3 separate regions of the Mus musculus genome follow, and all the other regions are linked to region 2. A link is a contact called in public HiChIP or PLAC-seq data. All regions are on one chromosome and are shown on one strand. The core of a region is the stretch at or near the end of the contact, and the rest is flanking DNA. Distances in the headings are between cores, read along the strand shown.

Region 1 (2,700 bases), core at 89-2,588, 460 kb before region 2:
CTTCTTATTCCCAGTATCCTCTAAGGATACTCAGCTTTCAAAATGCAGACTTCCAAATTTTCGTAATAAAATGAACTAAAAACTCTTTGGGGAGGAAAGTGATTTTCCCGTTGCATTTGTTTACTCTCGGTGAGCTCCTGAGACGGCTAACACACTAGTTGTTAATCACACCATCTGTTCAAACGGCACTGTGGAACCATTACATTCATCCTTTCTTCTTTTTACGGAAAAAAAAATTTCAGAACACTATGTTTGCGTCTGTTTTGCTCCATCACCTGGCAGTGTAGTGTAAGCTAGTTAATCTTTCCAGTTGAAAATAACTTTCAATTGGCAAATACGTATTTTTAATGTTCATATATCACATACACAGACTCCTCCCCCCCCCAAAATGTGTCCTTTGACATTCCAAACATGGAAAACGCTAAAAGAAAAAGAAAATCTGTTACAGACTGTATGCTTGTCAAAGTTTTAAGCATTTGATTATATTTAAATGAAGCATTCAGGACGATGATTTGTCTGACTGACCCGGAAAATATTTTCCCCGTTGGCCCTGAAGATGGCAGTGCTGTGCAGTTTAGAACAGCTCTTCGTTTCCCCCCCCCCCCCCCACCCCCCCGCCTCACCTCCCCCCCTAAGGAATTTCTGGAATGGCAGAAAGTGGGGGAGGATCCACCAGATCTGAACCTTCTAACACTTAGCACAAACCTCTCCTGAACCCTGGGACAATCTGGTTTGTCTTTCAGTCTCTTTGTTTTTGTTTAAGACTGTACCTTATTCGTTTCCTGTTTCCAGTCGCAATAGAAATGGGACTAGTTGAACGATTATTCCCATGTCGCGGGTAGCCAAGGAAGCGACTATAGCTTACCGAGAAGCTGGTTTGCAACAGCCTGCCTTTTTTTTTTTTTTTTCTTTAATTCTAACAAAGGCTTTACCCAAGATAAACTGAATACTAGAGGTTTTGAGAGCCCACTGGGACCACATCTCTGGCAGCCTCCCTCCGTCTCCTAACTCGGGACGCCTGTTGTATCACATTCTTTACATTTTATTAGCAGGGACTAGAAGAGTCGGTTTGGGGCAGCATATACCAAAGGCGGTCTCTTGACCCTGTCATTGTGAGGTGTTGGCGGGGAGAGAGAGGGAAGAGGCGTGTATATGCCTAACTTTGGGGACTCTTAAAATAGGGTTGTTTAACTAGCCAGAAAAGACTTATTGAAAACAAGCACACGAGGGCTCTTATGTGACATTCTGTCACCAATAAACCAGTAGTGCTTATGTCCTCTGAGCCAACTTCCCCCACCCCCACCGTGGCAAATGCCTCAGCAGTATCTAATTTAACCTTCACCACCACTGTCTGAGGCAGACACAACATCCCTTTGCTGGAGGTTTTTGCCTTTATACGTGGAAACTAAGGTCATGAGACTAGATAAAATTGTTGGGCTTTACATTTTGAACTCTAGAATATGCTGAAGCATTCATCGCCTTGAATTTTGGTTCAATGGAGAGATAACAAAATATTAAGCCCTTATCAATGAAGCATATTTGGTACCCACTTAATGATAAAGAAAAGGAGAGGCCAAGGCTCTAGTACGTCATTCTACCAAGGGCTACACAATTGCAGAGAAGCCAAGCCCCCAGGAAACATACCATTTGTTTTGAAAAAAAAAGGGGGGGGGTGGTTCTAGATAGAAGACTGTATGATGTTAGGCATCTTAATCTAGTGCAACATCTTTAAAGATGAGGGCAACTTAAGAATCGTTCCCTATCTTTTTTCAAAATTTCCACTTGGAGTTTTCAAAGTCAAAGTTTCCCCTCCCCCATCCATCTTGTACTACAAAACAACCATCTCTCTCCCCTTGTGGCGCCTCTCCTACCCCCCCTTCCCCACTTCTCTCCTCTCTCCTCCTCTTCTTCTTCTCTCTCTCCCCCCTTCTTTCCCCTTCCCTTCTCCCTCTCTCTGGCTAAGAGTGCAAAGCAGCTGGGGTGGAAGGTGAAAGATAAAAGCACAAGGATAATCTATCTGTTAGTATTTCAAAATTGTTACTGCGACCAGAAAGAAGGCAGTGTTTACCCTTCTCCCCCAAATGCCTTGGGCGGAGATCACGTCCTACAGAGATTAGACTAATTGGAGGCTGCTGAGGATAACTGGAGAAGCCCCAATCTAAGTCCTCTCAGTGGGAAATGGCTCCTTTGTTAAGGATCTAAGTTCACTTAAACTTCTTCTTAGAAGTTTGTTTTGAATAAAGATTAGATCAATCTGGGCATTTATGACCTCAAAATGAAATTTCTTCTTGGCAAGTATGCCATGGTTTACCAGATACTTGCTGGGAATGTCGTTTCTTTTCTTTTAAGTCCTTCCTTCAGAGTCTATCTTAAATCAACCTTGTATTTCCAGATCTCCTCTTGATCATTCCAGCCAGTGTTGCTCACCGCCCCTTCCCATTATCTACAGACCTTCCATTTTAGCAATTGGTTCACTTTCAGTTTAGAGACCTCTTTAATACTGCTAAGTTTTATTTCCTCTTCCAAGTCAATACAGTGTAGAGTTTGCGTTTGTTTTTTTAATTTTTTAATTTTTTTTTTATTTTTATCTTTGTGTCCTCTAAAACGTCATCTTGCAATGGATGAGCATCAGTTAATTTTGCGAGGAGACCGTTTCTTCTCTGGCACTCTATCACTATTGCATGCTTAACGCAATTATTT
Region 2 (2,700 bases), core at 34-2,533:
GAGAAAGAGAGTTTTCAGAGCAGACTGTTCGGGTATTTTATACCAATTATGTGCAGCTATTGCTTTGAATAATTTCTCTGCCCTGCTGAGATTTCCTTTTTACAAATCCTGGCGCAATTATAAGATGGAAGTCTGGAATGTATAAACAGTGTCCTTTGAACAGTAAATGAGGCACATTCTTCTAAACTCAAGGGTAGGAATGTGCTACCTCTTACCCTATGTTCTCTGCCTTCCTCTCCCTCCTAATCAAAAGCTCAGAAGCCAGTGTGGAGTTCAACAGTGTATAGAAACGTGACTTCTCTTTCTTTCTTTCTTTCTTTCTTTCTTTCTTTCTTTCTTTCTTTCTTTCTTTCTTTCTTTCTTCTTTGAACAGTTTAAAATAATAGTTCCATCAAATTAACAAAATCTTGAGGTTGCTCTGACATTATAGCCAGTACACTTAATTCCATCTTGGGCGGCCAGTGTTCAGAATTCCTCATTCGGCTCTGTTCTGTTTCCAACCTTAACAGGAGAATCTGTGATAGATTGCCTTCCCCTTTAGCTTTGAAACTAAACCCTAAATCCTGTGCCAAGTCGGTGCACTTGGGGTGTGGGGGATGGGGGGGAATGATACCCTTGGAGCAGAGCATCAATTTCTAAGTTTCTGATTTCCTAAATGCCAGCTGGTTTGTGGCAAAGCAGTGTGTACTGGTGATGGCTAACGGGGTCTAAAACCCTGAAGAGAAGTGAACTGCCACTTGAAGTTAACTGTACAAAGCCCGAACTCCATTGTGTAGCAGAACTCACAGACCTTGCACAATGTTTACAGTAAGGTTTGGAGAGTTGCCTAGTGCTGGACTATATACAATTAAACAACGTGGTTGAACGGCCTTTCATGCTAGCCCTGCCCAAGGGGGGCCAGCGTGCACACGTGATCATTCTTGGAACTCTTAACATAAACAGGAATGCAGAACCTTGATGTGGAATTCCAAGTGCACGCTGGATTTTTTTTTCACATAAGTCCCCATAGAAGCTAAAGATAGCAACAATAAAGGGATCGCCAAAAGTGAATTATTTCTCTGTCAAAGAATGTAGTACTTTTATTTTGTGTGCAACTGAGCCTATGCAATTTTCTTTAAGCTGAGCTCAACATAGGAGAGTGTTTAAATTAATTACAAGATGGATTTTTTTGGAAAATAATGCTGGGAAATAATACAAAAGAATGCTTCCTGGGTCTTCCTGCCATGGTTTCTCTGAAAAGAGCTGGAATGATATGAGAGCTGAAAGTGAAACCAACCACTGGCCAGTTGCAGTCCACGCCATGTTTAAGAAGTTAGATTAGACCAACTTACCATTACAGTTAGCCCAGAAGGGAAAAGTCCTTGATGTTGATGGCGACAATAGGGGGAAACCATACAATGAGCATGATTTATTTAGTCATTTGGGGGAAGGGTGGAAATACATAAGGGATTGATTTATAGTTCTGTTGTCCAGAAATATAAATATATATTTTTAATGTACCTATTGCGTTTTCCCTAAAGTATCTTTCCTTTCAGTTTCTCAGGGGTGTTTGGCTTTGTAGTTCTGAAAAATAGTTTATATTGACACCAACATGAAGCATGGCTCTGTTGTCTGACATGGAAAGACCAAAAGCCGACTCAGTACCAGGATGATCTGAGCTCACCCCAGGCCCCTAGAGCCAGTGGCTCCAGCTGTTTCTGCCTCCAGTTTCTATTCTGTTGTCTGACATCAGGAAGTGTGTTAAGCATGATATTAGAGAGGTTTGAGTGGCTGAATACAAAGTGTTCCTGTTGTGTGTGCAACACAAATGACCACTGCTCACAAATGGGAGAATATGTGATGTATATGCTGGCCCTGGCAGAGCACTTCAAACTATTAAAAAATTACCTCATACATGTAACTTTACATGTTAAAGTTGCCTGTTTGCTTCCCTCTATCTGTCCTGAAACTCACAATTTAGAGTCTATATTATAAATCATGTTTTATCCTTTGATTTTTCTATATTATAAAGCCCCCACCCCCAACTTCTCAAAATCTCATCAAAAGATGTGAAAGTCTATCTTGAGTTAGACAAAAAAATATTCAGGACAAGGATTTGAAGGTACTTGTGAGCGTGAAGGAGGGACTTTGGAGTACTGGCTGTCAGTCAAAAAAGATCACTCTGTTGATCCAAATAGCCTTTAAATAAACAATTGCTAAACTATCTTTAATTGTACCTTTATGTGTTTAGGGTACAGTATTGCATATACAGCCATGCATATTTATGAATTCCAACTGGTTTATTTTTTTTCAAGGAAATAAATAATTTCAAACATCTCTTTCTAGTATTAATTTTTTTATAATGTAGAAGAAAGCTGATTGTGATATTTTCTGTAAACTTTAAAAATAATCTCTCATAAATTAATATTTTCTCTTTTACTGAAAAAAATCCTAATTTAAAAAAATGGTTGCTTTGTAGAAATCTCTCCTTTTGGTTCTCCTTTTGTTGTTATTAAAGGGTGCTAATCTTAGCAAATCAGAGTGACCAGTTTATATGCATCTGAATTCTGTATCTGGTGACATTGTGTTTTCAGCTTCATTGGATTAAGTGACTTTTTTTTCTTCATGGTAAGTGTTGTTCTTTTGAGTAAGAGATCATGTTGGATTGCTACCTTTTCCATGCGATTCTGAGTCACCAGACTAGTGATCCAGCTATGACTG
Region 3 (2,791 bases), core at 204-2,703, 360 kb before region 2:
TGCTGGGGTGAAATCTCCGCTTAGCATAAGAAGAAGTTAATGTCTAAAATCAACAGTTAGGGACTAGCAGTTTATGTCTATAATTTGAAAATAGAAAGGTCGGCTTGCGTAACTCCTGTGAACTAGCTGAGAGAATTATGGACAGTGAGCTCTGGTGGGTTGAGCCATAGAGTGGAGAGAATGGAGTTAGGCAGTTGGCTAGTTTTCTTCTCAGTCTTTCAGGGTCGTCCTGCCATATGACTGGTGAAAAGCCATTGGGCTTTCGCTGTCTCCATCCTCCCTCCAAATGGAGAAGCTGAATAGCTTTCCGTCTGCCTCACGGATGACACTAGGTCTGTGATAAGCCTTAAAGGTTTAAAAGACAAATGGTATAATGCACTTCACAGTGATGGCTTAGAAATTATATAGTTATACTGGGGGTGGGGACAGGGTAGGAGAGAGAGGGGACAGAGAGGGAGGGAGAGAGAGAGGAAAAAGCACAGTTAAGAGAGCCAGTGAAAAAGATGTGTCTGGGAATTATTGGTAGATTTGGACCACAAGAAGCTTAAATTCTTCTACTAGAATTCCCAATTGGCCTACAGCAGGGATGCTCATGGGAAGATAAAAATTATGCCTGAGGTGGAAGACTTCGGGAAAAGTCTTTTAAATATTAACCAGGCTCTTTGAAGTGAATTTGGAAATATTGAAAACTAACTAACAAAGAACGTACTTTTGAGAGCAGTGGTTTAGACAAGGGTAGAAATGACTTTTATTTTCATAATGGATTCTGAAAGCAAATAGACATTTTTTTAAATAAAATATGAAAAGATGATAGTTTAGTTTTGTGTTTCTGATGGCAGAGAGAAACACAATAAGAAAAATAACCCTACTAAACAACAACTTTCAACTTCCATCAGAGCCAAAGAGGACTTGAAATGTAAACGTTTTGACATTCGTAAAATGAAGCATCTTTTGTTATTTGATATCACCGTAAATAGTACCCCATTCCTAACTCAACAGTTGTTCTTAATACAATACAAAGTTGCTTCATTTTTGCTGTTATTGGGCAACTCGGACAGGGTGATTCAACAAGTCCTTGCTGACTAACTTTACCCACGGGAGTGGATTAAACTGACCTTATTCTCAGTGGGTGAGGAGCCTGTTCCCAAGGCATATAAAAGCAGGCGAGTGTCTGCCAAACCCTACTTCCTTCCTGAGTCATTTTAGATATAAACATCCTTGGCTGCAGCTAGAGAGGGGATGAGAAATGGATTTGAAAGATAAATGGGGCAAGAAGATAAAAAAGAAATTACAGCTGCTATTTTAGTGAGTGGTAAAAAGTGAATATTACCTTACTTTTCTGTTTTATGGTTGAGAAAGAGCAAATAGGAAATGCCTTCTAGATAGGCCGAGGGAGGGTCTCCTGGGGACTGTTACCAGTTATCTTCTGGATAAGGCAGTTCTGGGAAAGGAATGCAGGCCTGGTGCCACAGCCAGTCAAAACAGAATACAACTAAACAAACAAACACAGTGTCTGCATATTGCCAGAGTTTAGGATCCTGGATGTGATGGAAACTTTCTGGCTAACATGTCTCCATTTTGCTCACCTCTCCTCACTCCTGTCCCCCTGTCTGCACGGCAGGAACCAGTCCTCCAGACTCCACCTTTTGATTGCAAGCCCTGGATGTGAGATAGGGCCTTTTCTTCTTTTTCCTGTAAACTGTGGTTTCGTGGAGAATTAGTTCCCTTTGGCTGTGAGGCTCTAATAAAGGGAATTTGAAGCTGTATTGGAGCCTTTCTTCTGGCCTGTGAAAGACAGCTGATTTGAGACCATAAAAACCAAACAAGAATACTGAGAAATCTCAGAGTGGCTGCGTCTGTATCCCTGCGTTTGTATCCTTTCATAGGCTGTTGTGTTTTAGGTTTACCTCATTACCCCACAACCCCCTTTAACTTAAAATGGCTTCAATTAGGTCTCAGATTAGGATGCAAAGCTGCATCCTGCCTGAAGATAGGGTAATGAGAGGGAAGGAGTCAGTGGCCGCTTTTAAGATGCTCTGACACTTGTCAGGGGACATTATATAATGGGAGCCTTGGCTTTCTCTTGTGACTTGCTGCTAGCTGCTGAAAAATAAATGGTTACACCAGGAGACATAAAAAGAAATATTACACACACACACACACACACACACACACACACACACACACACACACACGTAGTTTATATATAGTGTAGATATTCCAAAGAAAACTGTATACTAAGATGCACAATTTGATGAGTTTGAAGGTATTAGGTCACCTATGAACTATCACCAAATTAAAATTAACAAGCATGTCTACCTCTCTCAGAAGACTTCTTGTAGCTTTCACAGTTTCTCCGCTTACCTCCTAACTCACCCCAGTCCCCAGCTAGACAATGAACTGCCTTCATATAAATAAAATTATCTTATTTGTTTTCCCTTACTACTTTTTAAAAAATATTTTATTAGGTATTTTCCTCATTTACATTTCCAATGCTATCCCAAAAGTCCCCCCCCCACTCCCCTACCCACCCACTCCTACTTTTTGGCCCTGTACTGGGGCATATAAAGTTTGCAAGTCCAATGGGCCTCTCTTTGCAGTGATGGCCGACTATGCCATCTTTTGATACATATGCAGCTAGAGTCAAGAGCTCCGGGGTACTGGTTAGTTCATAATGTTGTTCCACCTATAGGGTTGCAGACCCCTTTAGCTCCTTGGGTACTTTCTCTAGCTCCTCCATTGGGGCCCTGTGATCCATCCAATAGCTGACTGTGAGCATCCACTTCTGTGT

What was found. HiChIP or PLAC-seq counts read pairs in DNA pulled down with a chosen protein or histone mark.
Region 1: a contact with region 2 is called in an H3K27ac HiChIP or PLAC-seq map of the NIH/3T3 cell line, with 11 times the contacts expected there. The contact joins two enhancer-like sites. A contact is called at or near these places in 1 of 39 promoter capture datasets (the HPC-7 cell line), 14 of 484 Hi-C or Micro-C datasets (the C2C12 cell line, the HL-1 cell line, bone marrow-derived macrophages and 10 more) and 17 of 115 datasets of contacts at active chromatin or transcription factors (the NIH/3T3 cell line, craniofacial prominence, differentiating embryonic stem cells and 11 more).
Region 3: a contact with region 2 is called in a CTCF HiChIP or PLAC-seq map of the NIH/3T3 cell line, with 8 read pairs. The contact joins two enhancer-like sites. A contact is called at or near these places in 1 of 15 datasets of contacts at CTCF or cohesin (the NIH/3T3 cell line), 1 of 484 Hi-C or Micro-C datasets (bone marrow-derived macrophages), 1 of 115 datasets of contacts at active chromatin or transcription factors (heart atrium) and 1 of 9 other capture datasets (embryonic stem cells).

The regions. Positions count from the first base shown.
Region 1 is chr2:61,400,324-61,403,023 of GRCm38.p6, reverse strand. No RefSeq gene overlaps it. Among named protein-coding and RNA genes, the nearest start is that of Gm39834, 31 kb to the right of the region's middle. Within about 2 kb of position 1,338, at least 176 of the 459 cell types and tissues checked have an H3K27ac peak or open chromatin away from gene starts, as enhancers often do. A contact at or near this core is called in the C2C12 cell line, the HL-1 cell line, the NIH/3T3 cell line and 9 more, where this site is marked.
Region 2 is chr2:60,938,729-60,941,428 of GRCm38.p6, reverse strand. It overlaps a transcript of Rbms1 not described here. Among named protein-coding and RNA genes, the nearest start is that of Gm33647, 29 kb to the left of the region's middle. Within about 2 kb of position 1,283, at least 99 of the 459 cell types and tissues checked have an H3K27ac peak or open chromatin away from gene starts, as enhancers often do. A contact at or near this core is called in the C2C12 cell line, the HL-1 cell line, the NIH/3T3 cell line and 9 more, where this site is marked.
Region 3 is chr2:61,294,118-61,296,908 of GRCm38.p6, reverse strand. No RefSeq gene overlaps it. Among named protein-coding and RNA genes, the nearest start is that of Gm26422, 15 kb to the right of the region's middle. Within about 2 kb of position 1,453, at least 77 of the 459 cell types and tissues checked have an H3K27ac peak or open chromatin away from gene starts, as enhancers often do. A contact at or near this core is called in the NIH/3T3 cell line and heart atrium, where this site is marked.